2 separate regions of the Zea mays genome follow, and region 2 is linked to region 1. The links are chromatin contacts, called in public Hi-C maps. All regions are on one chromosome and are shown on one strand. Each heading gives the region's core, a stretch centred on a gene start, on an enhancer-like site or on the middle of the called end of the contact. The rest is flanking DNA. Distances are from core to core; before and after follow the strand shown.

The links. A called contact is a pair of places that touch in the nucleus more often than the background predicts.
Region 2: a contact with region 1 is called in a Hi-C map of leaf, with 2.6 times the contacts expected there. The contact joins the promoter of LOC100272668 here to the enhancer-like site in region 1. A contact is called at or near these places in 2 of 25 Hi-C or Micro-C datasets (bundle sheath and leaf).

Annotation. Positions count from the first base shown.
Region 1 is chr2:132,195,818-132,200,358 of Zm-B73-REFERENCE-NAM-5.0, reverse strand. No RefSeq gene overlaps it. Among protein-coding and RNA genes, the nearest start is that of LOC100217036, 45 kb to the right of the region's middle. Within about 2 kb of position 2,693, at least 3 of the 20 cell types and tissues checked have an H3K27ac peak or open chromatin away from gene starts, as enhancers often do. A contact at or near this core is called in leaf, where this site is marked.
Region 2 is chr2:132,274,550-132,279,090 of Zm-B73-REFERENCE-NAM-5.0, reverse strand. It overlaps LOC100272668 (Lipase-like PAD4), which reads left to right and starts at 2,106. Exons shown (of 4, transcript NM_001399134.1): 1 at 2,106-2,199; 2 at 2,269-2,763; 3 at 4,459-4,541. The coding sequence starts at 2,647.

The DNA.
Region 1 (4,541 bases), core at 1,444-3,943:
GCTGAAGCTTCCTCCAGCATTCTTGAGCCCCTCAGGCATCCGAAGGTAGTAGTATGTCCCACTGGGTGTTATGAAGCTTGTCTTGAGCTCGTCTTCTTTCTTCATCCAAATTTGGTGGTACCCTGAATAATAGTCCAATAGGCTCATTAGCTTCGAAGTAGTTGCTCCATCCACAAGAGAGTCTATTCTAGGTAAAGGAAACTCATCCTTCGGACACGCTTTATTAAGATCTGTGAAATCAATGCACATTCTCCACTTTCCATTAGCCTTCTTCACCATTACAGTATTAGCCAGCCACTCTGGATATGTTACCTCTCTGATCACTCCGGCACTCAGAAGCCTTTTGACTTCGTTTCGTGCACCTTCTGCTTTGTCATCGGACATCTTGCGAAGCTTCTGCCTTCTTGGCCTGATAACTGGATCTACATTAAGTGCATGCTCGATGACGTCTCTGTTGACACCACAGAGATCATTGGCTGACCAGGCAAAGACATCCTTGTTGTTGAACAAAAACTTCAACAAGGTTTTTTTCTTGTTCATCAGACAGTTGTGATCCCAGCAACACCTTCTGCTTGGCTATGTCCTCGCATAGAAGCATGGGCTTCGGCTGGTCTGCTGAGGCAGCCTTATCTCTTTTGTGTTTGCACTGCTGATGAACTTCAGCTTCATCTATGTTATGGATAGCCTTTGAATCTATCCAATTCCCTTCGGCCCTTCTAGCAGCCTCTTGACTCCCATGCACAGCTATGGGGCCTTGGTTTGATGGTATTTTCATGCACAGATACGCTGGATGAAGTATTGCTTCGAAGGCATTTAATGTTCCTCGCCCAATGATTGCATTGTAGGGATACTCCATATCAACAATGTCAAAGACAACCTGCTCTGTCCTTGTGTTGTGAACGTAGCCGAAGGTGATCGACATAGTTATCTTGCCAAGTGCCACAATCTGCCTTCCTTCGAAGCCATAGAGGGGGTGCGTTGCATCATGTATCTTGTCGTCCTGCTCCTGCATCTGCCTAAAAGCTTTTCAAAGATAATATTTGTTGCACTGCCTGTGTCTACAAGGACATTATGAACCAGCAACCCCTTGATGACACAAGATATAACCATTGCATCATTGTGAGGATAATCCTTGAGCTGAAGGTCTTCCTAGGAGAAGGTTATTGGTATATGAGACCACTTGGACTTGATGAAGGGTCCTTGCACTCCAACATGTTGTACCCTTTTCTGTGCTTCCATCTTCTGCTTCTTATTGGCTAGTTGAGAACTTGAACCACCTGTGATTGGAAGCACCAGCTTTGTAGCCAAAGGTACCACAGCTTGGTTGCCTTGTGAAGCCATCGTCGCAGTCGTGAAAGTGAGTTCACTGGAGGTGGGCGCCAATGTTGGTCACTTGTTCTCAAATGTTGTATATCAAGAACAAAGCAACACAATTGTTAATTATTATGGACCTTCGTCCTCCGAAGCATTATCTCCACATGGGAATAACGCTCATCAGACGAAGGTCAAGAAGGACTCACCTTCATCATTTAATATGTGAATGAAAATGTAAAAGGATGAAGACATTAGCTGCATTTCATTAATTCATACATATTTGCATTTCATAAAACATGTATGAATATTGACAGTATCAGTATTATATTGATACCTTCGGCTTGCTCGAAGGTGAAGAAGCGAGAGAGTGATTACAACTCCGCGTGAACATTACGGTGTTTATTGTTCATCTATTTATAGGCACGAGACACAGCCTGGGTAAAATTACATTCATGACCCTTAACATTTATCTACAGACGACCTGGATTATTAAGGTCTATCTGGTCTTTTCTTCTTCTGCTTGAGCTGAATCGAAGCTGATGATACCTTCGGCATTCTGCATAGTTACTTCTACGCAAGGTCTTCGTCTTAAGAAGCTGAAACGAAGGTGATGATAGCTTCGGTGGGCCTCTGTATTATTTTGTCAAAGGTGTTTCTGTCTTGAGGACCTTCGGTGGGAAAGAAGATCCCCAACATTACATGTCGACCATTTCCGAACCTAGGCAACTTTAACCCACACGATATATATCTGGCAAAACCACCTCGGGATACTCCCTACCCATGAAGATGGTGGAGCTGTTCCTAGCAGTGTAGGATGGTAGAGTTTAAATTGAAGGTACGGCGAGAATCAGTGAGTCACCAGAACTCCAAAACGACGGTCGGGAAGGTGGGCGAATGGATGGAGCAGTGGGTCGACGTGGAGGGCGGCCTGCGACGGTGTCTAGTGATTGTGAGACGATGTTCTCAGAGTTTCACTACAGTAGATTTTGATTGGCCGACACCGTGAGAAACTAGAGGTCAGAGAGATACCAGAACAAGAATAAGAAGAGCATAAACTATCCGGAGAAGCGCTGGCCACGGTGAAGCTCCCCTACGACGCTGGTGACCGCTTTCAGGAAAATCCGATGAACTCAAGCTATAGTGGAAGAGAGGGGCTAGCTGAGGGTGGGTTGGGCACGTAACAGAGAGGCGGAGTGAGGGGAACACTCAATTTAAAGGGACTAATTGCGTGCTTCATGAATTTGGGATGAGAGTACCCACGGCGGCGGTGAGATATTGTCACCGAGCCCGTTCACCGTGGCACGCGAGGAAGTAATGGCTCAAGGCGGTAATTGGTTGCTTGCCATGACTTACAGCGACGTGGTGAAGCACACTATTACGTGGCATGGCAGAGATGGGCGGTGACCCCCGGCGTTGATAACACGGCGGGCCGCAGGGCAATTGGATGTCGTGGAGAAGCCGGCCAAGCTCCTATGTTCCTCCCCCTAAAGATCTTTTACCTTGGCATGTACTCCAAACTTGGCGCGAATCTCTGCGACGAGCTCGGATCATGGCGCACGACCACTGGCGGCAAGGTTCAGCGAACCGTGGATCTTTGTCAGTTACTGTTCCAATCGAAACTCCTTTTCAAAACTGCCTGATATAGAAAGTTTGAGGGCATATTACTCCCATTTCCAAGTAGTAACATACCAACTCGACTTTAGCAAAGTTGTTCTCCTATATATGACCTTCAACTTTGTCACAGTGACCCTAACCTTAACCTCACTAGATTATCCATAATTTAGCTCCAAAGTTGGACCGATGTCACTGTCAGTCTAGGTTCAAAGTACCCCCTTAACTGACAGCCATACTTCAAGGGTGTTTTACTCCAAGTTCCATGTAATTTTTGGGCTAGGTCACTTAATCAAATTGATACTACTATAGAAGCTCTACAACTTTGTCATGGTGAGTTATAGCAAAACCCTCATGGATTTAAAACTACAAGTGTCCAAAGTTGGCTCAATATCACTGTTTTTTAGAATTCCAAATTCTTGAGCACTTGTGAACTTTTGCACTTTACCCCAAATTGCTCCACAAAACTTGAATATCTTCAAATATAAAAGTTGCTTAGTTTTTGTTACGCTACCACTTTGATATATATACTTTTGGCAAAAAGTGGCTAGATCATGATTTTCACTTTGGCTCTAATGGGTGCGTTTGGTTGCGGGTCAGCTAGGACAGGGACGTCCCCTGGTGTCCCCTCTCGTCCCTCCAATTTTGAGGGACAACAGGGGACAACACTGGGATAGTCCTGTCCCAATCTTTGATCCAGAACCAAACAGCCTAATTTGAAGGATCGTCCCATCCTATCCCGTCCTGTCATTGCAACCAAACGCACCCTAAGTGTTTTGGAGCTCTCAATTGCCTTTAGGGGCTTCACCTCTTCTATACCTCACCCCTTAGGGTATAATCCCTAATTAGCAAAAGCACCCTCCCCACTTTGACCATATGGTCAATTGACTACTAACTCATGTGGTGACTCATTCCTCACTTGGTTCAAACAACCCTACAAAGTATACCCTATACCCAAACAAGTATCACATCACATGTTGTTTTGAAATTTTAGCCTAGTGGATGCATTCTAAGTGTATCACAAACAATGAAATGCAAGTGCACATGATGTCATGCCAATGTTTTAGTTCTCGTAACAGCATGGGTGTTACATCCTCTCCCCCACAAAAGAATCTTGTCCTGAGATTTAAACCTCCTAGGTAAGTAATGGAAAAGGAAATGTGTCACAACTTTATTTCATATCTTCTCTTACAAGGTAGGGGGTGAATATGTGTGTCTGACTGACTTTACAATAAAATGTACAAAACTTTAGGGTTTACAAGAAGCTAGAAACTCAGGAAAATGCTTTTCTAAATAATCTTCGAATTCCCAAGTGGCCTCTTCTTCGGTATGTTGATTCCATTGTACTTTATAAAACTTGAGTGTCCTTATTCTAGTGACTCGATCCTTTTGGTCCAAAACTCGTACTGGATATTCCGAATAAGTTAGGTCTGGTCCCAAGTTAACTTCTGATACATCCATGGTTTGATCGGGTACTCGGAGGCACTTCTTTGCTGTGATACGTGGAACACACTGTGTACCATAGACAAAGATTCTAGTAGCTGAAGTTTATACACAACATGCCCACATCGTTCAAGAATAGGGAACATACCAATGTATTGAGGTGCTAACTTTCC
Region 2 (4,541 bases), core at 857-3,356, 79 kb before region 1:
CCAGACAAAGATTCCCATCCTTATAATGCTTCGGGAGTAATTTGATGAAGGTAGACCTGATATATCTTTAAAACTTCAACCACAAATCTGCTTAAGGGGAACCGAAGCCTAGCTTTAAAAAAGCTTCGGAAGATCACAACTTCATTCTCTTCGGGAGTAGGAACAGTCCTGTCTCCATCATCTGCTCTCACCACAGACATATCTCGAAAATATCTTCCTCTCATATTATCAAGATGACTCTATTTAATACTTGATTTTCCAAAAACTGAATGGCTTGGTCGCCAGGGTCGATCTTCGGAGTCTTTGCAACCACTTTCCACATCATAACTGTCACTATCACCGGTGTCTTCAGATAGGCCTTCTAAAATCTCTCTAGTAATCTTCTCTGTATTTGTTTTCGCTATTGATTCAAGAAAGCCAAGATTCTTCTCCTCAGAAAGGTTCAGCTTCGTTTCAGCAATAACTTTCTTATCTTGAGACATCTCTTCGAAAATGCTGAAAATGTGCTCTTAAGGCCGAAGCTAAAAAAAAATCTAAAAAGCCAGGCAAGCGTTTGTAGGCAAGAGCTAAAAATTGAGCAAGCAGAGCAGATGGCAAAAAGCATGTCAAATGAGCTCGTGGTGTGCTCTTATTTATACGCCTAGTACGTTGAAAACAGGAGGGCCCCACTTGTCATTGACTGTTGCTATTCTAGCAAAGGGAAGGTGTTTTTTCGGACCTTCGGCTTAGGGCCTTCGTCCATATCGCAATCTGAATTTATCATTCTAACAAATTAATATTGGAAGGGGCTACTGTTGGGGGCCTTCGGCTTCCGAAGGTCCTCAAAAACATGATTTAACAATGTTTCTGGAGTATAATACATGAACATGTACCTTCGGACATGGATCCTTCGGACTTGGATCAAATCCACGGTGTGAAGAAGTACAAGGAATACGAAGGAGGGCGCAGAGCCGAAGCTATGCGCAGGGGAGCTTCGGCATGATAGCAGAAAAAGAAACCGACTTAAAGATGAAAAGACTATTTAGACCTTGATGGATTGCTATAGAGTTATTAGCAAATGTAAAGTGCATGGGTGTAATTGGGCTGCGTCCCGTGCCTATAAATAGATGAACAGTGCTCCCGTACTGTTCACACTGACTTGACATTTGCTTTTGCGTCACGCTTGTACTTTTACCTTCCCTCAAGCCGAATGTACATTTGTAATTTGATATCATTTCTATTTTTCCATAATAATAAAATAGAAATGATCTAATAATAATAATATATAATTGTTTATGTTGTCTCTTATACTTTGTATGATCTCTTCTCTATTTTTATATGTTGTGCTGATGAAGGTATGTCCTTCATAACATTCGTTCGAAAATCATTATATTCTAAGAGAAATAATGCTTCGAAGGACGAATGACTTTAACGTTTAATATTTTCTATGTTGCCTTGTTCTTAACTCATAGCATTTAAGAACAAGTCCCCAACAATATCTTTTGCATATAGAAAAACGATCAAGGGGTTCTAGGATGTACATATATAAGTGACAAATTACGAAGGTCTCTTCATGCAAACTCCGCCATACCATTTGACCCCTAACCATTGTATAGGGCTAGGCAAAATACTCATAAGCTCGCTCGACTCGTGATCAACTCGGCTCGACTTGTTATAATTTTGTTGCGAGCTGAGCTAGCATCTCGGTTCGGTTCGTTAATGAGTCAGCTTGATATGAGCTCGAGCTAGCTCGTTAGCTCGAATGAGCTACCATTTATTAGCAAAACAAAGACTACACTTGTATTAGATGAACTAATAAGTGATGAATTATGTTAATTTGGCGTTTAATTGATATGATATATGAAATGATGAGTATTATTACTCTTTCCTAAATTAGTATGAAATTAACTTACAATTAATTATATATATATATTATTTTTATTATGTCTGGCGAGACCATCTAACTCAAGTTCGCAAATAAGCCGAATCAAATTAATTCTCTGGCTCGGTTTTTAACTAGCCGAACTAGTTAACGCGGTATCTAGCCCGGCACCCCTCCCGAAGACAGAGCCAGGCCGCCAAATTAAACTTGACCATTTCCTCTCTCTCTTTCTCTCTAACTCCGGGTCCCTCTCTCTTACTCTCTCTATTCTCTCCATCCTTGCTTCTGGGAAGCTCATCAGCCATGGACGATGCCGCTGCAGAGGAAGAAGCTTCCATGTAAGTTCCTCCTTCCAAATTTCCATCGTTTTTCCTCACATCAGCACTTATAAATACTTGCTGCATCAGTCGCGCACAAAAAAGCTAGGTGCTTCGGCTTCCTTTCGCGCCCAATTGGAGGCGAGACACACCCCGAAATAAAAAAAAGATGAGAATTCGATGCGACAAACAAGCTCAAATGCTTGGTCGGTGTCCTTTTGAAGGTTCGAGACCAGCCATGTCCTCGGCGCCCTGCTGGCCTCCTCGCCGTTGCTGGCGCGCGCCTGGGACCGCTGCACAGCCGCCTCCGCTGCAGCGCCGTGGTTCGTTCACGGCGAAGACGGCGGCAAGGTGTACGTGGGGTTCTCTGGGGTGCAGGCTGCGCTTACGGCGGCAGGCGCGGCGGTGGCCGGCGGCGGCGCCGACATCTTCGCGCCGGTGAGTCTCGGCGGGGACGCGGCGGGGCGGATGTTCGCGCCGCTGGTCGCCGCCGAGCCCGACCCGGCCGCTACCGGGGAGCCGGTTGCCGTGCAGGCGCTGGCGCTGCAGTGCTTCCTGAAACTCTGCTGCAGTCCTGATTTCCAGGTAACTCACTACTCCATTGAAAATATCTGCCTGATTGTCATTTACTTTATGTTTAGCGCGTTAATTGGAGCAGTTTGCCTTGCCCAGTAGTAATTGGACTAAAGAATTGTCATTTTTGAATCTGGGCGTTCGCGTGATGATCTGATATTTTTAGTTTTCTGGTTGGCTGGGGAAGGAGGAGTTGGCATGTTGATGTGCCTGTCTTTGGTTGTTGCTGTGTCCTTGTGTTCAGACATACAATACGAGACAGATGCACTGAGATATGAGACATTATAATTCCAGTGTCAGTCATTCAGTATTCAATAGAGCAACAATTTAATCAGTCAGAAATTTAGGAACATTGTGCGAGAAAAACTAAACAAAATCATCATTCTCTGGGCAAAAGTCTGGAAAGAACAGACTCCAACTCCAAGTTGCTATTACCACTTCACTACTTCAGGGTCTATTTTCTTCTCTCTAGTTATTTCATTTCTTCTATCAGATTGCCTTCTCTTCTGTAGTAAAACTGTTAGTCTGTGAAGTCAATTCAGACCCCAGAACTCAAAACAGGGTGTGTATAGAGAACAGTCCTTGTCAAATTTGGCGGCTAATTTGAGATGCTACGCTTTGTTTTCTGTTGTTCCTGTGCACACAAAAAGTACAAGCACATGGCATAGATCATGCTACTCCCCTGTTAAAAAAAACCCCAACTATAGAATTATGGACTTCGTGCTAGTTAAATTGGTTTATATTTGACTAAATTTTTAGTCAACGGTATTCACATTTATAGCTATAAATCAACTTATTATAAAAATATCTTTATAATTAATATAATGATATGTATTTGAAATTATAAATATTAATATCTTTGTCTATAATTGATCAAACTTAAGATACTAAAACATGACAATGTCGAATTGTTCTTTCTGCAAGGATTGATGTGGCTCATGTTTGGACAGCTTTACGGATATTCCTTTACTCCGTCCAAGAAAGAATGCAATGGTATCTGTGCCACTCATTCGTTTATAACAAATAGTATTAGCATTTATGTCTTTAAATAAATTTATTCGACGGAACGAGCATATAGAAATTTCAAAATCTTAAAATGCTTCGACTAAGTTATGGAGAACGACTGATCTGGAAGAATAAAATCTAACCATAACGAAGACTTGTACTTCAGAGTTTACTCTCATTCAGAATTCAGGCTGCTTTCACCGGATATTATCTTTTGCTCTTCTATAATTTCAGATGACCACACAAAAAAACCTTGGATTACTTTACTTATAATTCATACCTTTGAACTACATTCCACTGCTGTAGAATAATAACCTAAATGACGACAGCCTTGTGCTCCATCGCAAATTCCATTCTTTTCTTGACGGAATTCAATTCACTTCTTCAGGTTTCGTAGATCTTTTCATTTACGTTCCAGAGGACCACATCTTGCCTTTATCTTCTTCTATACCTTTATCACTTTTGCTTTTTTTTTAATTGAGTGACCTAATTATTGTTCATAAAACTATTGAGATGATCATTTTCCATGAATCTCTTTGTCCTATAATGAGTAGTGTGTGTCTCTTTATGCAGCTAATGATTCCATTCTCTCCAATCTTTACTTTTCAACCTGCCTCACTGAAATTATACTGCTAAAAGTTCACATTGTGTTTTGCCACACTGAAACTGTGACTTACGCATCAGAATTGGTTGATATTGCAGATGCTTCTGAATCAGATCAGGGGCAAGGCAGTCGTGTTCACGGGCCACTCCCTTGGTGGCGCCGTTGCGGCCCTCACGGCGCT